Regions from separate parts of the Rattus norvegicus genome. Here region 2 is linked to region 1. A link is a contact called in public Hi-C data. All regions are on one chromosome and are shown on one strand. Each heading gives the region's core, a stretch centred on a gene start, on an enhancer-like site or on the middle of the called end of the contact. The rest is flanking DNA. Distances are from core to core; before and after follow the strand shown.

Region 1 (6,130 bases), core at 1,305-3,804:
GTGCAGAAGAGAGAAGAGAGGCAAAATCAATCGGCTTGTGCTGACTTTTAAAAGTCAGCTACAATAGCAGCCAGGTAAGCAGCAGTAGTCATAGTTGAACACGTACGTTGTTGTTTTCCACAAAGCATGAAAAGCAACTATTCAGCTTTTCCTTTTTATTCCCTTTCCCATTACCAAGCCCAGCTGTTAAACATTAGAATTGAAGATCATGAAAACAGGCCAGCAGCTAATAAAAAAAAAAAAAAATAAAATAAAGACAGAAGCTGGCCCTCTGCTGGTAGAACTGTCTTACTGCACCCCAGAAGGCAAAAGCTCAACTTTCTAAGTTTCCGATTTAATTTTCAGGGGCGGGATCTGTAAATTTATCAGTAATATTCTTCCCCTTGTTTATGAAACAAGTCCTTGCCTCTAACAAAAGATTGGAAGAAAAATACGTATCAGGCAATGTTCAAACTCTCCTGCCACTCCTAATGAGTGCCCATGGTTCCTGGGTTTCACATCGGCTGCAGTGATCTGCTTTTACCTTTGAACCACCAATCCCATGCAAAAGGTGCATTCCCACAAATCAGACCTCAAAGAGCAGATCTGGAACCTTCCTTGAAACAACAAAATAAGGATAACACACTCTCATCTGCTACAAGCTAAGTTTAAAGGGGTGTCCAAAATAGGAGAAGCACTTGTAACTCAGGCTGTCTATAAAAAACATCTCTGTTGTCTTTTCTAGGACCATGTAGGTCCAGAAGACAAGGGTTGGGGCCTTGTGCGAGCTAAAAGGATGATTTACCTATGGACCTCCTAAGGCAGAAGGGATCCAAAATTAACCCTATGGTTCATGTAAGGAACAGTGGTGTTTCAGAAGCTCTGATTTCTTCCTCAGGGAGAGGCTTGTCTGTGTTGGAAGGATTCCACAAGGAAAAGCACAGGGAACAGGAAAAAGGAAACCCCACCCTCAATATCTCCTTGTAGGAGCCAGGCATTCTGGCTGCAGAATCTGGGTCAGAATGCTTTATTTTCACCATAACCATCAAAGTCATAGGCAGGGCAAACGCATTCACCCCGTGTACACTGTGAGACATAGTTAAGCTGGGACGTCCCTGAATCTGTCTCCTAGGACCAGAACTGCCTCATTAAAGGGATAAAAGATGATATCTGCTGAGCTGGTGGAAAGTGGTGGCTGCATTTTTATTAAAGTCTCTGCTGCAGCAGGCCCAGTCCCCAAAGGTGCATATTCCAAGCACCCCCACCCCACCGCCTGGAGCGTGGAAGTGATTCTCTGTAACTCATTAAGCTAAAACAAAAAGCTTCCTATTGTGCTTCTCACACAGGAATGATGTCGGTGCATAAAAGCTACATGCTTCCTCTTCTTGGTCCCATCCCACAAAAATACAAAGGCCTCATAATTTGCATGAGGGCCCAAGTACACAACACAGGTTTAGACTGGGGAGCTGTGTCTCTATCGGACTCGTGAACGGTCGTGCCCTGGCACAGGAAATCTAGATGCTTCCATTGTAAAAGTAGCCCCAACACAAACTTCCATCACAGATGGTTAGCTCAGAGCAATCCTGTGCCATCACATCCTTCTGGACTGGAAGGAAAATCCAAGGGTATTTAGTTTACTACGCAGTGTCTCATCCGGGTGTGAAACTTGCCACCCCATGGCCCCATGCATACATGGAGTCCCAAGTGTAGACTTCAACATTGCCTGTAAGATTGCAGACCAAAAGAAGACCAAATGACAAAGAGGTCCAAGAAAACTGGTTTCGGAAATCACACAAAGTAACTGGCCACTTCTTGGGCCTGCAAAAGGCCCCTTGCATGCTCAAATTTCCCTCTTTCTGGCTTCCTTTTCCTCTCTTCCTTACCCCTTCCCCTTGAAGCCATGTGCAGTGGGTTCTGTCCCCAGATGAAGGAAGGCTCCCTACCTGAGGGTGGCGCTCTCTCCCTGCCGGACCGTCACGTTGTCCATAGCTTTGGGAAAGGTGGCATCTCCGCTGCGCACCGGCACTCCTGTGGGTACAAGGAACAGCAGCCTGAGAGACACGACCACGAGGCACTTCCAGGGCAGGAACAGGTACCCACAGACCCCCATTCTCGACAGCCACAACTTCCTAGAACTCTTGCAGCTGCACGGTCCTTGTCCCCTGCCCTCTCAGAATAGCCGGAAGTGTTGAGGGACGAAAGCACACAGAGAGCAAACCAGGAGCTGGGAGCGGGAGAAGGCAAGGCTGAGTCCAGGCTCTCCGGAGTCTAATAAGTCTTCCTCTGCTCCAGCCTCAGCTTTCCAGCCTGGCAGAACCAGATGCCCCCTCCTGCATCCAAAAAAGAGCTTTCTCAACGCTCCCTGGGGCGGAGGGAGCCCGGGAGGAGGGAGAACACAAAAAAGGAGCAGGGACGAAGGTCACAGATTGTGCGTTCTCTGCCTCTCTCGGTGAAGCTACTTTAAGATTCAGTTGGGCGCATTCTGCAGAGGTCTGGCATCAAAAGTTTATAACCCAAAGAAGGCAAGTGTCTCTGACAGAAAGGAGATGTCGTAAAAAAAATAAAAAATAAAAAATAAAAGCTCCCGATTTCAAGGAGAGGAGAACATGTTTTATTAGATCACACACATGTTTGGATGGAGTTAGAAAACAGCCCCGAGTCTCGGATCTGGACCCCAAGGCGATAAAAAGTTCCACACGGTGACCCGCAGCAGGTGTAGCCCAGTTCCTCCGCTCCGAGGCTGTCCTCCCGGTAGCCCAGTGGGCGAGTCCTGCCAGCCCGGCCCTCGCCAGCCCGCGGAGCACCGTGGCGCAGGCTCTAGCGCGGGGAGCTGAGCGAGCGGACTGCGGCCCCCGCCTCCTCCAGGGACGCTGCACGGGATGCGGGGACGCGCGGACGCCACGCTCAGCGGCCGCCCCCAGCTTCCGCGCCGCCTTCCTCCGGGGAGCAGCCCCGACGCGCGCGGGCCCGGACCTCCGGGGTTGTCATGGCAGCAGCAGCATCCCTGACCACCACTTTCTCCCGGTGTCGACTCAGAGCAAGCCGGCTGGCGGGTGGCGCGGACTGCTGCACGCTCATCCTGGCGGGTGCGGGGCGCGGGCGCCCACCTTAACCCCCACAGCACCGGGACAGAAGCATCCACCGAGGCCCGGATCCCAGAGGGAAGGTGCCTAGTGACTCAAAAAGCTCTGCTCTCCCTTTGTACCCCAGCGAGATGAGGAGGTGCTGAGTCCCTCTCACTGCTTCCCCTGATATGGGTGGGGAGATAGAGGGGAGGGCTGGAGAAGGAGTTCTGGGGAAAGCAGCAAATTGAAAACTGACACTGGCACCTTCCCTCTGCAATGCCATACAAAAGTTGTCAGACCCCACCCCGGAGAACTGAAGTGCCTTTGCCACTCCAGATAACTAAGCCAGGGTGGATGCCCGCTCCTCTGCCTCTGTCCATTCAGACTTTAATCCTAAGTGTTTCCTGGGCCTATGCAAAAAGCTGCTATAAGCTTCCTGCTCTGATGGCCTACCTAGAGACACATAATGCCCCTTCACTCCATTTCTGTGTTTCTAGCTGGCAAGTGAATTTCTTCTTACAAGGCAACATGCAAAATAATCCCCACTATCTGTGGATCTCTTTGTGGTGAAAAGGAAGAGCTGGGAAAATCACGTGGAGATCCGAAAGAGTAGTAGAACTGGACTTCATAAAATCCATCTATGGCTTTCTGATCACAGGAGAAAGCATCATAATAGTGAGTGCCAAGAGGGAACTCCGGGATACAGTGTTCCTAGAGGCCAATCCCTAGGTTGCTTTGGGCTGAGATCCATCTCCTTCAGTTTAAACCCAAGAGCGCCAGCTTTCCTTGGGCCTGCCATTATTCTTGCTCCTGTTCTGCCTGGCAGAAGCCTCCCTTCTCTGCGTGGCACTCATGCCTGTACCCTAATTTAATGGTTGCTATGTGCGTCTGCTCTACTGTACTTTTTTTTTCTCGGAGCCTTTTGTTAAATTAGGCAGGGCTCCGCACAATTGCCAAAATGAAATGTAATTCAAAAATAAGCATTAAGCTCTTCGTGTTTATTACTTTAGTTGCCGAAGGATACAAAGGCATTCTACCTGCTCTCATTTCCAAGGGGCTGAGAAAAGGAAAAAAATAAAAAATAAAAATAGTGTCCCAGTCCCACTTGTAAAAATGCTTAGCTCATGTACACGTTTTAGGCTTAAATTTTTTAATTAGAACGTCTTACCTTGGAAGGATAGAGTACTTATCACTAGTCATATCAGCTAGAGTGAAAATTATATTGGCAGAACAGGTATGGGAGACAAGACTTCATGAGGTCTTGGGCTGCAGGGTTGGGAGAAGAAATGGTGCACACAGGGATTGGGTGATGCTGGGATCACGACCAGCATTTGGGGATCACGACCAGCATTTGGGGAGCACGACCAGCATTTGGGGAGCACGACCAGCATTTGGGGAGCACGACCAGCATTTGGGGAGCACGACCAGCATTTGGGGAGCACGACAAACATTTGGGGAGCACGACCAGCATTTGGGAGCACGACCAGCATTTGGGGAGCACGACCAGCATTTGGGGAGCACGACCAGCATTTGGGGAGCACGACAAACATTTGGGGAGCACGACCAGCATTTAGGCATTACCACTGTTCCCCCAGACTCTACATTCCCCTATATCCAAGAAAACTGAGGAAACAGTTTCAATACATGTTCTGAGTTTTCTGTACATACACGATTCTCTGGACCCTGTGATACTGGGATCCAGGATCATCACATAGAAAGGCTCTTACTTGTGTAACTCTGTACTAAGCTGACAAGGGTTCCTGCACTTAGAATTTCTTGTCACCGAACTGAACTTATATCTTGATTGGGGGAGGGAATATAAACAGAGTCTGGTTGGAAGGCAGTTCCCTGGTCCTCTGTCTGACATTCGATGGCTACATGCTTGGATCTTCTCAGACACCTACCTGTTTGTCTGATGCCTTATCAGGAAGTGAGGGTGGGGCCATTGCTGTACTAACTCAGGAAAAGTGGCTTGAGATAGGAAGAACTATCGGAGATATCAAGAAAGGAGAAAAGTGTACAAGGTTCCAGATGAGAAAGGATGACTGAGGCTAGTAAAATCTGAGGCAGAGATGAACTGAAGTCAAGAGAAAAGTCCTCAGTAACACACCCTGAGGCTGGTGCCTGTGAAGGAACCAAGCTAGGAGGCCACTGATTACCAGGCCAGCTTTCTCCAAGTAAGGACTTCTGGGGACTGAAAGAACAAGGATCTGGCTCTATACGCTCCTGTTACAATGACTCCCGGCTTCGTCTCAGTGACAGAATAAATCCGACTTCACAAACTTGTGAGTCAAAGAAGGAACCGCAAAGATCTTGTGTGTGTGTTAATCTTCATCTCTTGTCTACAGCATTGGAGGAAGCGGGCAGAGTCCATTCATTTGTAAGACATTGCTATGAACTGATAGAATGTAGGGCTAAAACTTAAGATTAAATGGGAGAAGGAAACAGAGTTTACAGTGAACATGATTAAACAGGTTTTTTTTTTTTTTTTTTTTTTTGGCCAGGAATATTCTGTCAAAAGCTTTGTCCCATGGCAATGACAGGATAGGCTTCTAATTTACATCTACTTGAATTCATGAATTTATACGTAGAGACAATTTATCATATGGGTGGAATACTGGCTTTGAAGTTTGTTGTTGTTGTTGTTGTTCAAATATTGAGTCCACATGTCTCTGTCTCTGTGCAATTCATACAAAATAATACCTATCTCCTGGAAAGAGTAGGGAGTAAGAATGTATCTAAGTATAGCCAGAACTGTGCTTAATCAGAGCGGAGAAAGTGACCAGCCCTCAAAAGAAGAGAATATCTTTACAGTTCCCAAGAGAAGGGCCATAGCACCCAGCGATACTCATGGTCTGGGGATGTAGAAAGTAAGAAGAAAGTGTGGCAGGAGACTTTCTTATGGTTTTCATGGGAGGCACTGGGCAAGGAAAGGAGGGAAAACTGGATTACGTAGTGGAAGATAATATTTTGGCAGGCTCTGTGGGTGATCTCCAGTAATCCCGAGCTTGGCCCTTGGCTTAGGGTAAGAAATGGTTCCTCGGTCTATGAGGAAGAGAGAACATGGCTCTTCTATCCAGGAGACC
Region 2 (6,130 bases), core at 1,793-4,292, 520 kb before region 1:
ACAGAGCCAAATAACAATTGGCCAAATCTCCTGAATGCAACAGCCATAATGAAAAAATGCCTCTCCTTAAGCTGTCATATCTAATATTTGTTCACAGAAATGAGAAAAGTGCCCAATGTAGATACAAGATAGTTAGATGGATAGGTGCCTGTTATTTTATCCTGACAGATTTACATTAAAGTAATAATCTTAAGAAATTGATGGTTCACATTTTCTTAAATGGAAAATTAGACTGAGTTAATGTTTCATATTCCAAGTACAAATCCATAGAATATGACTTTTACTGACCTCTTTTTTTCCCAAACTAGAATAAAAAGGTATTTCTTCTTATTCATAAAAATCTTTGATGGTATATGTAGAGCCTGAGATTAATTCACTCTTTTCTTAGTATTTGATGAGTTTTCAGACTCTCTTCTGAATGAATGACTGGGTTCACCCAGTCTAGACTGAGGCTCATGAGCCAATGCTGTCAGCTTATTTCTCCATGGGGAATGGGCAAAGCCCTTGTAAAGAGCATGGCTCTTTTCTATTCATGGCCTTGGAGTCAGGAGATTGTCTAGGAACTTAGAGCTATTTTCTTTAAGTAGATGGAAATACCTGATCTCCTTATGGACTCTGACAAAAAGGCAGACTTGCATGATGCTTAAGTGAGCAGTTCTTATTTTTAGTAAGGGGAGCTCAGTGTGTTTGGGTATATAAGGTCAGCCCTGAATCTGGGACAAGTTTGCTGATGAACCTGAAAGAATGTCAGCTTTAAATGGGATGGGTTTGTCTTAAATTTCCAGCTTTGTCAGTCAGCAGTAAACTGTACTTCAGTGAAGATAATCCGTGGGTCTGTGCCTGTTTTTAACATTATGTGAGTTAACATTTACAAAGGCGCCCAGCCCCATTGTGGTTTTAGCATATCCATAAAAGTTAGCAGCTTTCTGCACACTGTCTTCTCTCTCTGCTAGTTTCTTCTCTGCACACATGGTGGGCACGGGTGCTTGGGGATGTGATATCCACCGGGGGATTTAAGTGCTTGGCAACCAAACCATGTATATTCACAAGAAAATATTCCTCACCCCCACAGAAACTTCTACTTCCTGTCTTACACTCCTCCTCAGCACTTTGAGTTTTCTTAAGGTGAGAATTAGGAACAGGTGGAAGAGTGTGAGGCTGCCCACAGAACTGAGATCAATGCAGGAAGAGCGAGGCAGGGACAAGAGGGAAATCTGAGTAACTCAGCCAGGAATTGACATCAAAAGCAACCTATTCAAAGGAGCAGACTGACTTGGGTACTGGAACCACCTTCACACAAGGTGGAAAATATAAGACAGAGAGAAATGATGGGTAAAGTCGTCCATACTGATATTGCAGGGAGATCAAGACTATGGTTGTGTCAATAAGAGAATCAGAGCCTTTGTCTCCAAGGCACTCCAAGAGTCCCTTTACTGCTATAGCTGACCCAACCATGTAGTGATTGTTAACCTAATAAGCTGATTTTCTTGAAAGCTTTAGTGACAAAGAGACAGAAAATGAAGTGACTTGGTCTTGTAGCCAGAGCAACTGTCCTCGCCAATGTAAGATGTACAGAACAAGACTATGAACAAAAGACATAGACTGGGGGGCAGATCTGAGCCTGCTTTGGTCCTGAGGGGCAAGCTGTCTTGACAGGATCCAAATTCTTGCAGGGCCTAGGCACTGCACATCCCAATGCCTTGTGGTTTCCTTGCATATGTTAAATGAGTTCTCCAAGGCGTTGGGGAAGAACCATGGAGAGCGGATAGTGTTGAACAGAGGCTGAGCATGGGGACGGACACGATTTATTTCCTGTGACCATAAGGTAGGCAAATTCTAACTATCCTTTGCTTCGTTATAATGGCATCTCCCCCAAGCATATGCTTTGCACAATTGGATGCTCTATATCTGATACCATGAGGTATCACTCAACAAATTCTCTGTAAGAAATGAAGAAAAGGAAGAATAACCCTTCTTTCTAAAACAATACTACCCATGTTTGTGATTCCTAACCTTTCTCTGCCTCGATTCACCTTGAAGATTTCCTGTCATGTGATATCCCATGTCCCACAGATTGGATCTCTTCCAAGAAACCCAAATTCATTCCCTGACTGTGTGCTCTTACCTGAGTAGAAATTCTTCTTTCTCTGATAACAACAAAAAGTGGACACACTCCTTAAAGGTTTCTTTCTCCTTTGTGTCCCTGAGTCTTTCCTAGCCATCTCCAGCAGCAATGCCTCCAACCACAGGGCTAAGAAATTGATCCTTTAAAAGAGGCAACCATCTACATTAAGCCTTCAAGAAGTTGAGGTGCTTAGGAAGAGTGGTAAGACAGGACAGGGAAAGCTGCTACACATGCTGTGTGTGTAACTATAGGCAAAGAGCTGTGCAGGGATTTTTGTAACACACTTCCTCTTAGGTACCAGATAGCAATGCTGGAGTAGGTAGTTACTAGCTGTACTAAAGGAGGAGTAAACTGAGCATGTAGGGTATGATGCTTTAAGCCCTTATGCATACAGGTATTGTTTAGCAGAATCAGGGACTAAACTCATATTTTTCCTCATTCGGAAGGCCTTGCCTCCTGAAGTATATACACACCAGCTCAAGGTCTTATGACTTTGAAGAGCCAGAAAACACAAGTCCTCTAGATGCAGCTAAACACCACGATGTCAAGCTTCAGTGATGTCCCTCTCTAGCTGGCTTCAGGGAGGTTTCTCATGAATTCTTAAATTGTTCAAAGGAAATACATTCTTCTTGGTAGGTTCTTTGATAAGGTATGAAAGCATAAAATCTCTCCTCGATTTGCAAGCAAAGGAACCTCAGACTGTATGATAAAAATACAAAGAATCCTTGTGCTACTGTAGTGTGCAGGGAGCTTCTTTATGTTCAATTATTCTCATGTTACGTTACCCAGTGCACAATGGCTTGACCTTTTATGTTAGACATGGGAAGAGTCACAAACTATGAGGATGGTAAGGGAGCTATACCAATCCCCCTTTCCTGCTGAAATCATCTGTTCCTTCCTGACTGCCTAATCAGGGAACTGCTCTCTACCTTCCACCCCAGCAAGCAATAAAAACAGCACCTCCTCCAGACAAAAATCAAGAGAAAGAGGAAATGGAGGATAAGAAACGACTTGCAGATGGATGATCTAAGGAGCTAAAGTTCCTTTGGAATTAGGGAGGGTGGCAGAGAAAAGAAATCAGGCATCCCTTGTGGACCATGCAGATATGATTGGATGACTCAGGAAAATGCTGATAGCACTTAAACATCTCCACCTGGAGGTTCCACGGATGGTACTTAAAACTGAATATGCCCCAAAATGCATCAGATATCATCATCTTCTTACGCTTTCAGAATCACCCATCTTCTACCCAGTTGGCTAAGCTGAAAACATAAAGAGTATTGTGCATGCGTATTCTAGGTCTTACAGTGTGCCCGTGCCTCTGCCAACACTCCAAGTTGCTTTTTGCTTCTTACTCCTCACTCCTCCTCACTTGGATTATTCTCTACAGGGTTCCCTCTCCCCATTTTTATCCTGCTGCCTGAGGGTCTTTCTCAATTGCAAACCCAATCCCTTTCCTCTTCTGAGTAAATCTTCCTACTCCCTTGTTTCTTTTAGGGCAAATTCCAACATGTGATCACTTGCTGCAAAATTTCTAATTGTCTGTCAAGAGTGTCCAACCTGTCTCCTGTAAGCTGTATATATTCCAGGTATAGTTATGTAGTTATGAGTGTGGTCCAACACAAATCAAAACATTGTGTGTGTGTGTGTGTGTGTGTGTATGTGTGTTTCTTTTGTCACTTGATTGTGTGGTTCTCAAGTGTGCACATTGCAGATGAAAACTTGTTACGGTGGGTAAAGTTTGGACATACCTGCTTCTTGCTGCTCCTGTCTGTATTCTTCAATTGTGTTCCTTAAAGTAGTCCATGTTCCTATGTTGAGTTTATTAGCCTTCTTGTGTTTCTCCGACATTTACAGGATCTATGGCATTCTATACATTCCTACATTCTATACACCTATACATTCCTCTGTGCCTTGAAGACTCAGTTCCACATCTATTCCTCTGGAAGTGTACCTGAAATCCCTCAGTCTGGGTTAAATATGCTTCCGGTGTTGAGCAATGGCTGAAATGATGGCTTGAACTACTTTTAATGTTGGGAATGGAATCTTGAACCTGGTGACTGCTAGAAAACTGTATTCTATCCTGTGCTTTTAATTCTGGGTTGAACTTTTCTTGAAAATAGTTTGCCTATTAGTTTGTTCTCTCCATGCCTTTGGGGCTGAGCTAGAAAGTCAAGATCTACCAAAAACCTTTATCAATGGATTTTTGAAGCTTTTCACTTAAATAATCCAAGGCTCAGAAATGTGTGTCTGTGTTTTACATTTCAATAGGAGAATGACTCAGAAAGCATGTTTTCACTTTTCTAAAGAAGCTGGAATGATCTCTTTCAGAAGCTCTGGAAAAAGGAGGACATTGAGGGTCTAAGGGAAAAAATAGGAGAATAAAACCAATGTTTACTTTGCAATAAACTGTTTCTCACTAGGTCTTATACCACAGTTTTATCTATTCACATCTAATAAGCTAATACTTCTAACAGGCAGTCTTGTAAGGTGGCTATTATAGCCACTATGTTGTCAGAATGAGAAGGAAGTTAAAAGAAGGTGGAAATTGGTCCAAGGCAATTTGTAAGGTTGTAATTTTAAAAAAGATATTTCCCTAGTTGTATCATGCCATATTTCTAAAGAAAATACCCAGTTTGGGGACGATAAATAAATGAAAGAAAATGTCTCACCGGAGATAGTTAATGGAGAAGTAAATACTGTATCCACTCTTGTTTTTGAAAGAAGAGATGCTTTCAAATACTTAAATGCAAATAAGCCTGGTATATCATCCCAAGACACAGCAGTGAAGGCATCTCATCTTCTTAGAGTCCAGTTCCAGTACCTACTCAGTAAGGCCACCCTTAGCATCTGTCAATGGGCTCCATTGTTGCCTGCTCCCAGTTCCCAATCACCACTGACTCTCTTTACTATCATCAAGGTTCATAAAACTCCCTGGTGCAGGAGGGACGGTGTACTTAATACTAAATACTTAATACTTAAGTTCAGCCTCTGAATGAAGACTGAACTTTAGATCCAGCCAGATTTGACACTGTGGATGTTTAGTTCTTCCCCTCCAGGAGGTCTTGAGTCAGCTTTATCTCCAACTGCACAGGATGGCCCTTTGGCTGTTTAGAGTTTTAATGCTTTTTATGGTACTTGTTCCCTTAACAAATATTTATTTATTCCATCACAGGCTTCTTGAACAATGAATGTGCTGTAGTTCTGTTAACCTGCTTATTTTGTATTAATAATATCTATGAGCTATGTCCACTGCCTATCTTAGCTGTTTACATCCAGTTTCTTGTCCCTGGGGGATCAATGGGGAAAAATAAGGGAGCCTTCTAATTATCTTCCAATATTTGTTCTGTAGCCTACAACCATTTTCTCAACTCTCTATCATAATACTTGCAATATTTTTCTGTAATTGTTCCTTTTTATACAGTTCTTTTTTATCTTAAATGTGAACTCCTTGCAGGGAATTTCTCTGCAGATGGTGCAAGCATGTTGAATAAATGCATAAATGGAGTGCCTGTAAGGAAGAAGAGAGCCCTCAAGACCTGAAGAGTACAAGGAGGCCATGGAACTATCACTTCGGTGTCGGGGCTTTAGGTTCTAGAGCTGATCAAAGGGCTTGGTGCCACTGAGTGCCACCCTTACCATTCATGAAGATGATGAGTTTACTAAGCTGTAAATAAAAGGATGTGGAAAGAAGGGGCCATCACCAGTCAGGATTCTCCTGTCTGTTATTTCAGTGATTAGCTGTATCCACTGAACAACTGAAATTGTTGTGTTAGAAAGCTAAGCATCAGGTTGCACATGGTGGTGCACATTTGAAATCCTAGCACAGAGAAAAGAATATTGTCAGTATAAGGCCTACATGAGGAGAACTTGCCCCAAAATAAACACAAATTAACAAGTAGCAGTAACGACAATTAACCATAGATATAAAAAGGCAAGACAGTAAGCCTCGTCTGAGTGTTTTCACTTCTAATTCTCCATCTCCCTTGCAATGTGACACATCTC

Evidence for each region. Hi-C and Micro-C count contacts between places; a contact is called where the count stands out from the background.
Region 2: a Hi-C map of frontal cortex shows a contact between it and region 1, with 2.3 times the contacts expected there. The contact joins the enhancer-like site here to the promoter of Opcml in region 1. A contact is called at or near these places in 1 of 12 Hi-C or Micro-C datasets (frontal cortex) and 1 of 1 datasets of contacts at active chromatin or transcription factors (oligodendrocytes).

Annotation. Positions count from the first base shown.
Region 1 is chr8:35,044,464-35,050,593 of GRCr8, reverse strand. It overlaps Opcml (opioid binding protein/cell adhesion molecule-like), which reads right to left and starts at 2,554. Exons shown (of 7, transcript NM_053848.2): 1 at 1,923-2,554. The coding sequence starts at 2,089.
Region 2 is chr8:35,564,658-35,570,787 of GRCr8, reverse strand. No RefSeq gene overlaps it. Among named protein-coding and RNA genes, the nearest start is that of Ntm, 490 kb to the left of the region's middle. Within about 2 kb of position 3,042, at least 3 of the 93 cell types and tissues checked have an H3K27ac peak or open chromatin away from gene starts, as enhancers often do.